2 separate regions of the Mus musculus genome follow, and region 1 is linked to region 2. A link is a contact called in public Micro-C data. All regions are on one chromosome and are shown on one strand. Each heading gives the region's core, a stretch centred on a gene start, on an enhancer-like site or on the middle of the called end of the contact. The rest is flanking DNA. Distances are from core to core; before and after follow the strand shown. Region 1 holds the start of Kctd15 (potassium channel tetramerisation domain containing 15). Region 2 holds the start of Fxyd7 (FXYD domain-containing ion transport regulator 7).

Evidence for each region. A called contact is a pair of places that touch in the nucleus more often than the background predicts.
Region 1: a Micro-C map of embryonic stem cells shows a contact between it and region 2, with 7 times the contacts expected there. The contact joins the promoter of Kctd15 here to the promoter of Fxyd7 in region 2. A contact is called at or near these places in 1 of 39 promoter capture datasets (cranial neural crest) and 1 of 484 Hi-C or Micro-C datasets (embryonic stem cells).

The regions. Positions count from the first base shown.
Region 1 is chr7:34,650,273-34,656,910 of GRCm38.p6, reverse strand. It overlaps Kctd15 (potassium channel tetramerisation domain containing 15), which reads left to right and starts at 2,513. Exons shown (of 7, transcript NM_001360820.1): 1 at 2,513-2,664; 2 at 4,229-4,327; 3 at 6,072-6,164. The coding sequence starts at 6,099.
Region 2 is chr7:31,045,871-31,052,721 of GRCm38.p6, reverse strand. Fxyd7 (FXYD domain-containing ion transport regulator 7) reads left to right here and starts at 1,268. Exons shown (of 6, transcript NM_022007.1): 1 at 1,268-1,366; 2 at 5,320-5,349. The coding sequence starts at 1,336. It overlaps Fxyd1 (FXYD domain-containing ion transport regulator 1), which reads left to right. Exons shown (of 8, transcript NM_019503.4): 6 at 545-594; 7 at 735-789; 8 at 907-1,044. The coding sequence ends at 757. All of the region lies in intron 2 of Gm38984 (a long non-coding RNA gene), which reads right to left.

The DNA of each region.
Region 1 (6,638 bases), core at 1,264-3,763, 3.6 Mb before region 2:
ATTAAAACCAATCTCGTGGCCTTGAGGCAAGGGGAAGCAATTAGTCGTGGAGTTGTGAATAAATAAAAATCCATTTATACACCCGTCCTTGACATGTGCCTTGTGAATCTTAGAAACTTCATCTAGAGGGAAAAGAAATGTTAAATCATGAATACCAGTCCTAATCACATTGCCATGTGGCTTCCTAAAACAGTTGAGTTTATTCCAATCTTTTAAGTATGAATTTATATGTATGTATTCACCCGTATTGAACACAAAACAAAGACTCACCCACAGCCATGCAGGTGACAAGAAGAGAGGGGGTACTGAGGCCCGTCGGGCGGTGACAAGCAGTTTTCAGAGCGTCACTCCTCAAGTGAGCCTAGCATACTCTCCTGGCTCTCCCTGTTTCAAAGCCTAGGAAAGGTTTTCTCTCTGAAGCTGAGGGCATTCACATAGCAGCTTGCTCTACTGAGGTCACCATTCTTGCAAAGTGCTTTTCACCTCATTCTAAGGGTCAGCTTTTTCAACACTGGGGGGGTTTACTGTTTCTAAGTTCTACTACCTTGAGCTGTCCAAAGCCTGGGGAAGCCAGCAAAGAACTGAGCAGACCATCCAGCCGAACAGGACCTCCCTCACCTGCATGCTCACCAGAAGAGTAGCACTGTTTAAGCAAAGCTGGGAGCTAGTCCAGGGTGGTTTCAGAGCCTGGGAAGCAAACGTGGGCGACCATGGGCCCCCACAGCACAGATCCCTGACCTACTTCGCGGGCCCCTTTCTGTTCTAGGAGCAGCTTAAAATCCATAAATTAAGGAAATTAACTGATGGGGCCTGCGGCATCTTTGTAAGCTATTTAAATCTATAAATTTACAACATCTTCTGCATATATCAAGTAATTGAACTAACTGCGGGGATGTAACTTTAATGAGAAAATTTCCCCCTTCTCCAGTAGTTTGAGATAATAAATAAATAAATAAATAACTCCCTCAGGAGGAAAGTTTCTTATTCCCGCGTGAAGTTACAGACGCGCGGACGGATGCTCTCTCCGCACTAGAGGTCCCCTGAATAAGGGGAGACTGGGTCCTCTCCCCAAGCCCCCACCCCCATTATCTTTCTCCAGTGTTCCCGTCTGGCCTCGAGAGCACCCCCAGGAGTTTGGCCAGTAGAGGGCGCCCAGGCCCGGCCGGAGTCTGTAAAGGGGGGCCCGCGCCGCTGCTCCCGGCCGAAGCGCACCCGCCTTCCTAGCCGAAAGCCTGCCTTTGGCCCGGGAGTCCCGGGAACCAGGCGGGGGCGCAGTCTGGGCAAAGCGCACCGGCCGCGATCCGTTTCCTAGGAGCCGAGAAATGGTCGAGGAGGAGGGACGGGCGGGGCGCAAGGGAAGGAGGAGGAGGAGGAAGGGGCAGCGGGGGAGCAGCTAGGGGCATTCTGGGTGCAGGCCTCCGCGCCGCAGGGACCTTTGGCCGCCGCCGTCTCCATCGCGCCGCGCTCGTCCAGGAAATGGCGCGAGTGGCCGCAGGCGACGGGCCGGGTGCCCCGCGCTCCCCTCCCCCGCGGTGGCCACCGCGTGTCCGCAGACGTCACGGCCGGCGCTGCTCCCCGGGAGAGGGGCAGCCGGGGCCGAGACCCGGGGAGAGAGGGAGGGAGAGAGGGAGGTAAGCCGCCTGGCAGCCCAGTTTCTCTCCCCTCCCCACACCAAGTCCCGCCCTCAGCCCCGGGGCGCCGCGGCGGCGGCTGCTTCTCTCCTCTTTGTAACCGAGGAGTCGAGAAATGTGAGAAACGTGCCCTGTGTTACTTATTTGGGAGTCGAAAATTTATGCCCAGCTGAAAGCGCCCGGGGAAATATTACATCAGATGAAATGACAATGATTAAAATCAGCCTCTCCCCCGCCCCCTCCTCGAGCCCGGAGGAGGCCCGGGCGCCGCGTGGCCGGACGGCGGGGGGCTGGGGCGCAGAGGGCGCGGGGCTCGGGCGCAGCGCTCCCGGAAGGGTACTGGTCCAGCCCCCTGGCACCCAGGCACGGGGCTCCGGGACCCACGGGTGGGGATCGCGAGGTGGGAAGGAAGTGGTGGCGGTGGGGAACGGTGCATTTTTTTTTTGTCGCGGAGCGCGGCAGGCGCGGGCGCGCGGAGCTAATTGCGACTCTAATCCTCTGCCCCGAGGCGCAGCCGAGCCCCGAGCCAGGAGTCGCCCGCGCGCGCCCGCTCGCGCTCGCCGCGCCGGGGTAATTTGGAACCGGATCGCTGCCCTTTGCAATCCGGGCTGGGCCGCGGCGAGGCGCACAGGCTACCGGCTGGTTTTGGGGGGCTATTTTCTCCCCTCCAGCCATCGGGGGAGGCCGCTGGAGAGAGAGGGAGGAGAAGAGGTGGGAGCGGCGGGAGGGCAGCCGGAGAGCTGCGCGAAAAGGAGGCGGCGGCGGCCGCGGCGAAGAGGGAGGAGGCGAGGGGAGGGCGGGGAGGGGAGGCCCCGGCGCGGCGCGCCGCGAGGGGCCGCGCGGAGCGGGGGCCGGGGCGGGAGGGGTGGGTGGGGGGAGGGTTGGGGGCGAGAGAGAAAGTAACTCCAGGACGAGACCGGAGCGACCCGCGCGCATCGAGCGCTAGGCGACGGGGCTGCGCCGGGCGCCCGACACCGGCGGCTGCGGGGGGCGGGGGCTGCGCCGGTGCCCGATCCACTGCTCCGGCTCCGAGGTAAGCCCAGCACGGGCGGCCACCGCTCAGTGCCGCACACCCCTGGTTCCCAAAGTGGCTGCAATTCCGAGAAAGTCACTCGGCCCCGGGCCGGGACCTAGGCTGGGGGCGGGGGGGCGGCTGCTTTGTCCCTCTGCTGAGCGCAGGGGCTGGCGGCGTGGGGGCGCCCAGCACAAAGGCCTGGCGCGCACGGGGCGGGGGGGTGCCCACGTGGGCTGGTCCTAGCCGCGGGTGGACCCTCCCCACTCGGCCGGGCTCTGATCATCCTGCTGTGCGGAATATGCGTCCAGGTCCTCCGCACTCTGGTTCCAGTATGGGCTCGAGTGCCCTGCAGAGCTGATGACTTTCCTGAGTCTGAAACCGGCTCCATGCAGCTGGGCTTTCGGGGCTCACAGGACCGGGTTGGCGCCCAATTTATAGAAAAGAAAAAAGTCTCTAACGGGACAGATGTGCGTTCTCTGACGCCCACCCTACGAGTCTCATGCTAGACGCACTGGTGGTGGTTCCAAGCTCAGGAAGGATGTGGGGCGGGGAACGCGCCGCCCCAAGACCGGACCGCGGTCTCTAGATTTCCACTGCCCACACGCACCCCCTCATCTGGATGCGAACACCCTCATTCTCCCACTCTCGCGTCACAGTAGCACCTCTCTACCCTCCCTCGAGAAGCCCCCGACTGTAGAAAGATAAACCTTCAAGTTTTCACTCCGTGTCTCAAATGTGCATGAAGGAATTTAACTGCGCGAGTGAATAACAGCATTAGTTTCAATTAATTTTTTTTAAATCCCGGCAACAATAAACTTTGAGAACAAAAGCGCTTTTACGTCCTTAATTAGGCGAGCTTCCCATCTGTGGTCTTGAAGTGTCTGCCTCTTGATTTAACTTTGTCTCCGCCCCCCACCGCACTCCCACCCCTTCTTCGCTGGGCCCTTCGGGTACCTTGGCCACCCCGCCCGCGGGGCCGGAGGTTCGGCCCAGCGGATCCTGTAGCCCCGAAGTTCACACCGGCCGGCTGGCTTTGCGGCCCCGCTGGCGCGCACCAGGTGGCCCGCTGCGTCCCTCCCGTTCCACCCCTGGACAGTCCTGCAGGCCCCTGGCACTGCTGCCTCGGGCAAGCGCCCTGGGCGTAAGAGCTGAAGGGAACTGGAGAGGCGCCTTCTGTTTACCTTTTATGGTTAAGATAACAGCTTAGCAAAAGAAGCGACTTCACGAAGAAGCGATTTAGTGAAATCGTCTCAAGCTGCCGCAGCTCAGCCAGTTTAATCACCCCCAGAGAGCTGAACAACTGCGAGCACAATGGGACACAAAATCATTTTGTGTGTAAATGAGCGTGGCATTCTGCTCACTTCCCTCTGCTCGGGCGGGCGGGGCTCGGCTGCGGGTGGGCGCGGGACCGGGGTCTCCCACCACAGCTTGGAGAAGCGGGTCAATGCTGGGCCAGTTTGCAAACCCGCTGAGGTCCCTGCAACAGGCGGCTTGGCCAAGCCTCAGCCGCGTCTGGGTCCTGGTGTTTGGTGCAGGGAACTTGTGTCTCTTATCAATTGCACGTCTATGTTTGTGATCTCAGCAGTGTTCTGGGAAGAAGGGTCGTGGTCCACCACAGATGCGTTTGGCAGAGGGAGCAGTGGAGATTCGGGTCAAGGCTTAAGGCCTGGGGCTTCCAATGGTGAGTTTCTGGTTTGTGTTGTGAGAAACAGGCTGAGGGCAGGCTGGGGCAGCTTGGTAGATGGGCGCTTGATGCTACTTGTCACATCTGAGTTGGGTCCTGGTAGTGGAAAAATGTGGTGCTTTGGTAGAATTTGGGTGGGAATTCTATCTCTGTTGACCTTCAGTGGGTGTTCCTTTATGGCATCCTCTCCCCCACCCCCACCCCCCCTCCCAGGACTGGATAACCCATCCCTTGGGTCCGCTTTGGTTTTTCAAAAACTTCCTTGAGGTAAATGACCTGGGATGTCCAAAGCAGGGGACTGAACAGCCACCCAACTCTTCCAGGAGGATAGAACACCCTCCCTCACCCCCAAACAGTCTCAGGTCAGAGAACTTCCCAGGGCAGCGGAGAGGTGAAGCAAATCATAGGAGGGGAGACACTTACCTTCCATTGAATCGGTTCAGTCTATGTACCTCAGACCATGTTTTATCATTGCATGCTGAATGTTAAGACAGAGATCTAGAAGTTTAACAGAAAAAGCACCATGTGGGTACCCAGGATAGCATGTAGTTTTGACACATAAGGGTTAAATCTGTGTCAGAGAAGTCCAGGTTATGTTTGTAGACTTCCCTCCTCCCCTTTCCATGTCTCTCTGTGTGTGTATGTCTGTGTGTATGTGTGTGTCTGTGTGTATGTGTGTGTCAGTGTGTGTGTCTGTGTGTCAGTGTGTGCATGTGCGTGTGTGTCTGTGTGTGTGTGTGTGTGTGTGTGTGTTCCTCTATTGCCCTTGGAGACAACCCGGAGCCAGTGAAAGGGGTAGCTAGAAACCCGCCCTTCCCCACCCCTTCTTCAGGGGCCCCCTGAAAAGCCCCCAGGGTAGCTTCTGGGGACTGAGGCACAATTTTATTTCAGGTGTCTGTGGCACATAGGAAAGTCCCTGAGTAGCTCTGGGGAGGAGGGGAGAAAGCCCATTTGCTGATTGCTGTCTGGCCAGCTCTCAATGCCTCAAGGGCCTGTGATCCTGAGGGGGTCTGGAATACATTAGGCCCAGGCAGCACCATTCTGGGGGTCTATTGGAGAAGCAGGGAGGTGCAGAGTAGGCAAACAAAGACAGGTCCTGTCTGCCTGCCGTGGAAGCTCTAGGTGACTGGTGGCTTCCCAGTGATGCTCCTGCATCTCTGTGCCCTGGCTTCTGTGGAAAGAGGTGTCCTATACAAACTGCGTCTTCTTCACTGGGTGGTGAGAGATCCTAGGCTCCCCAGCCAACTGAGGGGAGCGGCACCCCCACCCCCACCCCCCCACCCCCGCCCCAAGGTTCTCTCCACTGATGCAAGAGGAGACACGCTTGGTAACACGGCTCTAAGTCAAAATACCAAAGAAATCAGATTTGTTCTGAAACATTGCAGGGCAATAATGGCGAGCATATGTTTTAGGCTGTCATTAGCCAAATTAGCAGACATGGAACTGCCTAGAAAACGTGTGTGTGTGTGTGTGTGTGTGTGTGTGTGTGTGTGTGTGTGTGTGTGTGAGAGAGAGAGAGAGAGAGAGAGAGAGAGGCTATGCTGTGGTCTGGAGGTCTGCTTAGGGGTATGGAGGGGTGTGTGTGTGTGTGTGTGTAAGAGAGAGAGAGAGATGTTATACTGGGGCCTGGAGGTTTGGTGGGATCTGGGGAAGCTGCTTGGTATATATACATGGGGTCCCAGACAGCATCTTTGTAGAACTCATTGGTGGCGGCTGAGAAATAAGTCACTGCTTCCTACAGATACTCTGGGCAGGGATGGAAGCCTAGATGCCTCACCGCAAGGAGCGGCCGAGCGGGTCCTCGCTTAACGCACACGGCAGCAGCGGCACGGCGGTGAGCTTGCGTGGTGGGCTGGGTTGGCCCCTCGGCCCCTCTTTGCTCTTTTCTAGGGTACCTGCTCACTAGCTGCAGGTCTTCTGAGACTCAGTACATAAGAGATGGGTATTGACTGTCTGTATGATTATGTATTTTTTTTGAAACGAAAATGCTCTTAATTTGATGTGAAATTTACTACATGTATAAAGCTCAGCGCCTTAGGTGCTGAGGAAGTCACTAATTTAGAGGTGTCTCGTTACTGAGACAAACTTGCAAAAAACCCCTGAATCCCAATTCACAAATTGGTGATTCGTTTGTCAGGGGATATTTCACATCTAACACATAAGCCCGCGACCTTTAATTAGAATTTTGCAGTTTGTTTTATGCCCCTGGAGGCTGACACCTTGAAAAAAATTTTTTTTCTTGATTTCTTATTGCTAATAAGCATCCTCCTCCCACCCCCAGTACTTTGAAGAAAATGATGCAAACACA
Region 2 (6,851 bases), core at 19-2,518:
CCAGTCCCGATCCTCGCGCAGGATTCCTCTCGAAATAAACCTTTAAAGCGCAGAAAACGTAGGCATGCCTTCTGCGTGCTAAGATGATCACAGATGCCTCCATGCCGACCCTCTGGCATGCTTGAGTGCGCACTACGCGCCAGGTGCCCGATTCCTTCTCTATTATGTACTCCTTACCCCACCCGGATGAGGTGCGCTCCATCATCAATCCCATTTTGCATATGAGGAAACTGAGGCACGGGGCGGTAAGGTGACTTAGGGTCACTCACTGGACCCAAGTCCCAAGTCTCCCAAGACGCTGTGACCGTCCCTCTCCCAACAAAGTCAAGTACCTTCCCCAATATCCCGGAGGCCTTCACCCGTGACAGGCTGGGAGCACCTCCTGCCGCACCCCGAAACAGCAGCCGGGCGCTCTTGTTTCTGACGGACCGCGTTCATATCAAGTCCACGGTGGGGGTCGGGAAATAAGGCCTGCATTAGGGGGCTTCTCGGAAGCGGCTGCCTCTCCTGGTCCATCCGAATTCCTCTATCTGTTCCTTTTTAGAACTGGGGAACCCGACGAAGAGGAGGGAACTTTCCGCAGCTCCATCCGCCGTGAGTTCGGGGATACTGCGGGGTTTGTGGGGCAGCTGTTTTCAAGAGCCCCCTCTTCTTGGACTCAGAATGGGTTTGGCGGAGAGTTAGCCCTGGTTGCAGACTCCCCCTTACCCCAGAACTCTCTGCGTCCCTCTCAGGTCTGTCATCCCGCAGGCGGTAGAACCTCCACCTGACTCCAGGAAACTCAGCCAGGTTCTGCAGTTGATGGGAGGAAGGAGGGAGAGGGGTTTGGAGGGAGGGAGGCAAGGGGCCCAGTGCCAGGGTGGGATAGTGGCGAGAGCTTGCCACTTACTCTTTTCACCCCCGCAGAGCCCCCTTAGCACCTGACACCTCTCCCCACCCAGATGCTCGCCTGTGACCACCCCCAGCGTTCCCTGCATCAGCCCTGCCTTTCGGACACCCCTTGCTGCTCAGACCTCTAATAAAACTCGGTTTTCCTTCTTGATAGCGCTTGGTTGATATCAGTGCCTCTTGTGCGAAAACTCGGGAGCCCCCTTGGCCCCGGCAGGGGGCGCCCCCACCCTTGGGGAAGGGGCGGGGACGTCAGCAGTGGGCGGGGGCGGGGGCGGGGGGATGGCTTGGACGGGGGCGGGCTCTTCGGGCCCCCATTGGCTATAGGCCCCCACTCTACCAGGGCTCCCCCCACCTTACCCCACCACATCAGTCTGTCCTGCTTCCAGCTGCTGCAGCCGCGCCTTCGCTGCCTCAGCATTCAGCAACCCCCTGCTCAGGCTCAGCATGGCCACCCCAACCCAGAGCCCCACAAACGGTGAGCGTCGCTTGGGGAATGGGTGCTAGGAAAGAGGTGGGGGAATCTAGGAGCTTAGGGGACAGGATGTAGGAAGAATCCCATACGGAAAGGAAGACGAAGGGGAGAGAATCTGCCCCTATCATGGGCGGAGGCCCATGAGCACATTCTTTGACATCCCTTGGGGTTTCTTGAGCACCCTCTCCCAGGAGATATCCTCCCTGTGCGGGACCTATGATTAGAGAGTGACAGTCCCAAGAGAAAGGATGCGCGGACAGGTTGCCATGGCAACCGGGTGCCTGGTCCAGCACAGCGGTGGAAGAGATGGGGTTTAAAGGTGGGAGCTGAGGGATCTGCAGCCAGAAGAGGTTCTGGAAGACTTCAGCACTCCGAGATGGGCCAGCTAAGGGGGGATTCATTATCTCATGTTTGCCTAGTATAGTGTGGATATTTACTAAATTCCTTGACAGGCAGACATGCTAAGGGACAGAGGGACGATTAAAGGGAGAGAGAAGAGGGTGATGGTGGTGGTGGTGATGGTGTGACCAGAGATGGACTAAGAACGCCTGAAAGAGACAGAGACCAAGAGATACAGGAGAGACAGAGGCACAAAAATCCAGGTAGCAAGCTTTCAGAGACGCATAGTTGGGAGGAGACAGACAGACAAACAGATGGACAGACAGAGGAAGGAAGAAGGGCTGAGATAGAGGAACATAGACAAGTATGGAGGGAGGGGGAACGGGTGGGGCTGCAGCACTGCAGTGAACCTGCATGGTGGGGATGGAATGTTGGGGACCCCCCTCCCAGCCCACATGCACTTATGGTTTCATCCTGGAGATACATTTGTCTCCCCGCATCCAGCCGCACTGGGTTTACACTTCACACCCATTAACCCAGATTTGCGTTCATGTTCACGGGCTTAAACACTCTCTGACTCCGTGGTTTCCTGATCTTCCCCCTCTGTGTGTGGTCCTCTGTGGACGAGCTAGGGGGATGCTTGAACGAGGCTGGGTGGGGGGCAGGGCAGAGGACTGGGGGTTGCTGTGGAGTCCCTGATGATGGAGGAAACCCTAATTCCACTCTTACAGCACCTTTCCTCTTTCCCAGCAGGCGGGGTTGGGGGAGGGGGACTGCTGTGCGGAGCCCTAGCTGCAGATTCCCAGGCAGGGCGCGCGGGGGGGGGGGGGAAGAGGGGCTGCAGAGTCTGGGAGCCACCCCAGAGAGAGGGGGTAGGGCTGAGCCAGCAGGTCTGGCGGGAGCCCAGGGCTTCTTTTCGCAGAGGTGGTGGTTAGCAAGATCGATGGCAGCAGACGGGTAGAGGTGGGAGGGCAGATGCCTCGCCAATCCCCTTCTCCCTGTCACAGGCTGACAGGGGACCGCAGGACTTGGGAAACCCCGGGGGAGGGAAAGCTCGGGTGCATTCTTCTTCCCCAGCTTACAGAAACAAATTAATAAATTGTTGAGGGAAAGAAGGGAGATGCGGCTCTTGCCAGAGAGCGGGAGAGAGAACAGAATGGGGATGTGGCCATACCTGGGTCTAGGTCCCTATTTTGGGGAGTGAAAACACTCAGGTTGGCCAGAAGCCAGGTCTCCAGGTGCAAAGAGGGGAGGTAAGATTGCCCAGTTCCAAAACATCACACAGGACCCCACCCAGCCTGGAATACCAGGACCCCACCACCTCGAAAGATGCCCTGGTTTCCATAGCAACCACCTCCTTCCTGATCTCTCCCTGGCAGCTCGCCAAGAGTGGTGTACATTGCTTTTCCTGCCTCCTGGCTCCACCCGTTACTCAGCCACACCCTAAAGACTGGGACTGCTGTGGACAGGGGGATCCTCAGAGGATTTTTGGAGGAGCCCAGCAAGATGCTGGGACAAGCATCTACCTGGACAAGGAATGTATGGGAAAACAACACCTCCATCTTTGGTGCAAATACCTGCAACCTAGGAGGTCCTCTCATTCATTCATTCATTCATTCATTCATTTGCTCACTCATTCATTCATTCCAGAAAACTTCTTGCGAACCAGACTGAATGGCAGAGACCAATTTGCCCACCCTCTGGTGGTGACACTAAGGTGCAGCACAGGTGACTCTCAGACACTGGGTACCAGCTGTATGCTTCTGAGGTTTGCCCTACTAAAATGTTCCTTTTGCTGATGTTTATCTAAGACTTTTCCTCCAGAGAATCGACTTCTTAAAAAAAATACTAGTGAGTTTTATTTTTTTACCACCACTATAAGTGGAAAATTTAGTATTTTTTTTCTCTCTTGCCCTAAAGTGAGGCAAGAAGCAGGTGTGGTCATCCATGCTTGTAATCTCAGCACCCTGGTGGCAGAGGCAAGAGGAATATGAGTTTAAGACCAGCCTGGATTCCATAGTAGGACCTTTTTACAAAGAGCAAAACTAAATCACATTCCCCAAACAACAACTCATTTGGCAAATATTAAAGAGACATCAACACTAAACCAGGAGACCTGGGAAGACACACCATACAAACCAGAGCTAGTTTTGGTCTTGTGTCATACCAGACTGTATCAGTCAGTTTAGGCTCCAGGTAGCACTGGTAACAAATAGAACCAAAAGCCCAGTGGAGGCAGGCCACTAATGTCATTGCTCACTTATGAATGTGCAGGAGGCCTCTACATCCCTAAGACAACTAAAGCACTCACAATCTTGAAAGTTCATTGGTCAGATCCAAAGACAAGGCCCCACCCAGCCCCAGTAGAACCCAGAAGTGGGGGGGGGGGGCAACAAAGCCATTACCCAGCTCCCTTTCTTGTGGCACAAGCTGCAGAATTCTGCTGTCACAGGACAGAAAGTGATACGAGCTGCAGGAGGAAGCTGACAGCTACAGGGTGGATATCCATGGTACCACTGTGTAGTCCTGGCTGGTCTAAAACTCACTTATGCAGATCAGGCTGGCCTCGAACTCACAGAGATCCACCTTCTTATGCTTCCCTAATACTGGGATTAAAGGCATGTGCTCCCGTGACTGGCCAGAGTGGGCATCTTATACGGGAAGGATTTTTTGAGTTCCCCCTCTTCCTGGCAGGGTCTCATTGTAGCCCAGGCTGTCCTTAATATCACTCTTATCTCCTTCTTCCTAGAGCTGGGGTATAGATGTTGGCCACCAGCTCTTTTCGGGGCTGCTGGAAGGGATTTAAAGCAAAGGTGAAAGGTGAAAAAGGGTTACACAGGCACTCATGATTGTGCTTGTGCATGTTCACGCGCGTGCACACACAGTTACTTTCTAAGGTTAGTGGGAATCCACTAAGGGTCTTCTGTTTCACATGATGGAGAAGATTCATTTACAGAAGAGAACAGAGTTGCCACAAGATTGATCCCGACTCACATATGTTTCAGTATAGCTGCCCATACTGCATTTGGTAACAATCAAAGCAGGTAGGAGAGCAGGTGGCAGCCTCATGACCTCAGGGGCCCTTGGACTAGGAAGGTTGAGGGAGTCTTCATGGAAAGCCAATGCATCTATTGGTAGTCCTTTTGTGAGACTGGGCTATCATAGGTCCAGCATGGTGTGTGTGTGTGGGGGGGGGGTGTGTGTTGGTTGTGTTGTGTGTATTTGTGTGTTGTGTGTGTGGCATGGCGTGTGGAGGTGTGTGTAGTGTGTGTGGTGTGTATTTGTGTGTTGTGTGTGCTTCTGTGTTTGGGGGGGTGCGTGCGCATGTGGTTCATAGAATGACTCTAAGGCACGTACCAACTCTCCTAGGGGTCTAGGAGCAGGACAGCTGGGTGGGTTGTGCACCACACAGGGCAGGGTACTGGTTGATGGAGTTAATGGGCCTGATGAGCATCCTATGAGCTCTACGGAGAGGCGGTACTGTCCAGCAGCAAGGAATCTCCTATGCCAAGTCCTATAAAGCAGCACTTGGTCCATCTTGCTCCTCAAAGATGTTCAGAAAGCCAGTGCTGAAACATGTTTCTCCCTGTTCTCTTCCCCTGTCTTCTTCCCCACAGTTCCTGAAGAAACAGATCCTTTTTTCTATGGTGAGTGTTGGGTCTTGTGCCTGGGATAACCTAATGCTGGGATGGAGGGGTGGTTTCTACTGAGACTACCATACCACAGCTATGTGGCTGTAGCTAGGGCTCACTGAGAAGGGGTCTGTGGAGGGCAGAGGCAGACTGGGGAATGGGGTTGGCCTCCTACCTTCTGCAGCCCCTGATGAAGGCTGTGAACCTCATAAAGCCTGTTTTTTCCTTGGGTTCAGGGTAGAGATTAACTGGGGTTTGCAAGACTCCCTCTTTAGAGACTAACAAGAGACCTGGGAAGGGCAAATGCATTCGTTATATCAGCGCTCGATGGACTGTGACAGTCAGGCTAGGCTGCTGCCTGCCTCAGTAACAAATAGTCCTCAACATGTCTGTGGATTACGACGAGGACTATGCACTCGTGCACCGGAAATAATCAGAGAGCAACTTGGAAAGAGTTATAAAACAACTCTGGGGTTCAAATATTGATTTATCCATTCCCTAGCTCTGTGGACTAGGGCAAGCAACTTTTCCTCCATGGACCTTCCTGCAAGTAAGATGTAGTAACGTTTTCCACCACTGAGGAATATGGAGAGAGTTACAGCAATGGTGTCTTTCTGTCATTCCCAAGACACTGAAGCCCTGGGTCTGACAGATCTGAGATCTAGCTTGAATCTTCTTCTTTCTGTTCCCTTGACCCCATCCATCTTTGCTTATGCGTAAGATCCATCTCATAGGCCAAGGTCTTTACTACCTCAGGGCCTTTGGGCTTAACTGTTCTTTCTGCCAGGAACATGACCCCCCTCCCCCCAGCTCTCTACACAGTGAGCTAAGACTCCTTTCCTTTCTGGCCTTAGATCAGATATTGATTGCTCACTAGGAAGCTGTCCCTGAGTCCCCCAGCAGAAGCAGCCATACCTCACCCTGCCATGACTTGGGGATTTGTGTGTGTGTATGTGTAGTTTTGGTTTTTGTTAGCAATTTTTGTTTGTTGATGAATGGTTGATCACTACCTTGGAGCCAGCTGCTGAAGTGGCAGATGCAGGGTGCACTCACCAGGTACCCCAAGTCTCCTCCCTGCAAATATATGCAGTGCCTGTCTGCTGGGTGCCAGGTGCTGCGCCAGGCTCTGGAGACAGCATGGAAGACCAGACTTTTTTGCCCTGGCAGCTCACATCACACATGTATTGGAGACAAGAATCATTCCTGCTAGCATTCAGAAGCCTGAGGCAGGGTCATTGTGAGTTTGAGGTCAGTTCACATTGTGCAGTGAGACCCAGTCTCAAAGCTATGCATTCTTTTATTTTTTTTTAAAGATTTATTTATTATATATAAGTACACTGTCACAGACTTCAGACTCACCAGAAGAGGGCATCAGACCACATTACAGATGGTTGTGAGCCACCATGTGGTTGCTGGGATTTGAACTCAGGACCTTCAGAAGAGTAGTCAGCACTCTTAATTGCTGAGCCATCTCTCCAATTCAAAGCAATACATTCTTATGAAGGAAACATAATGGG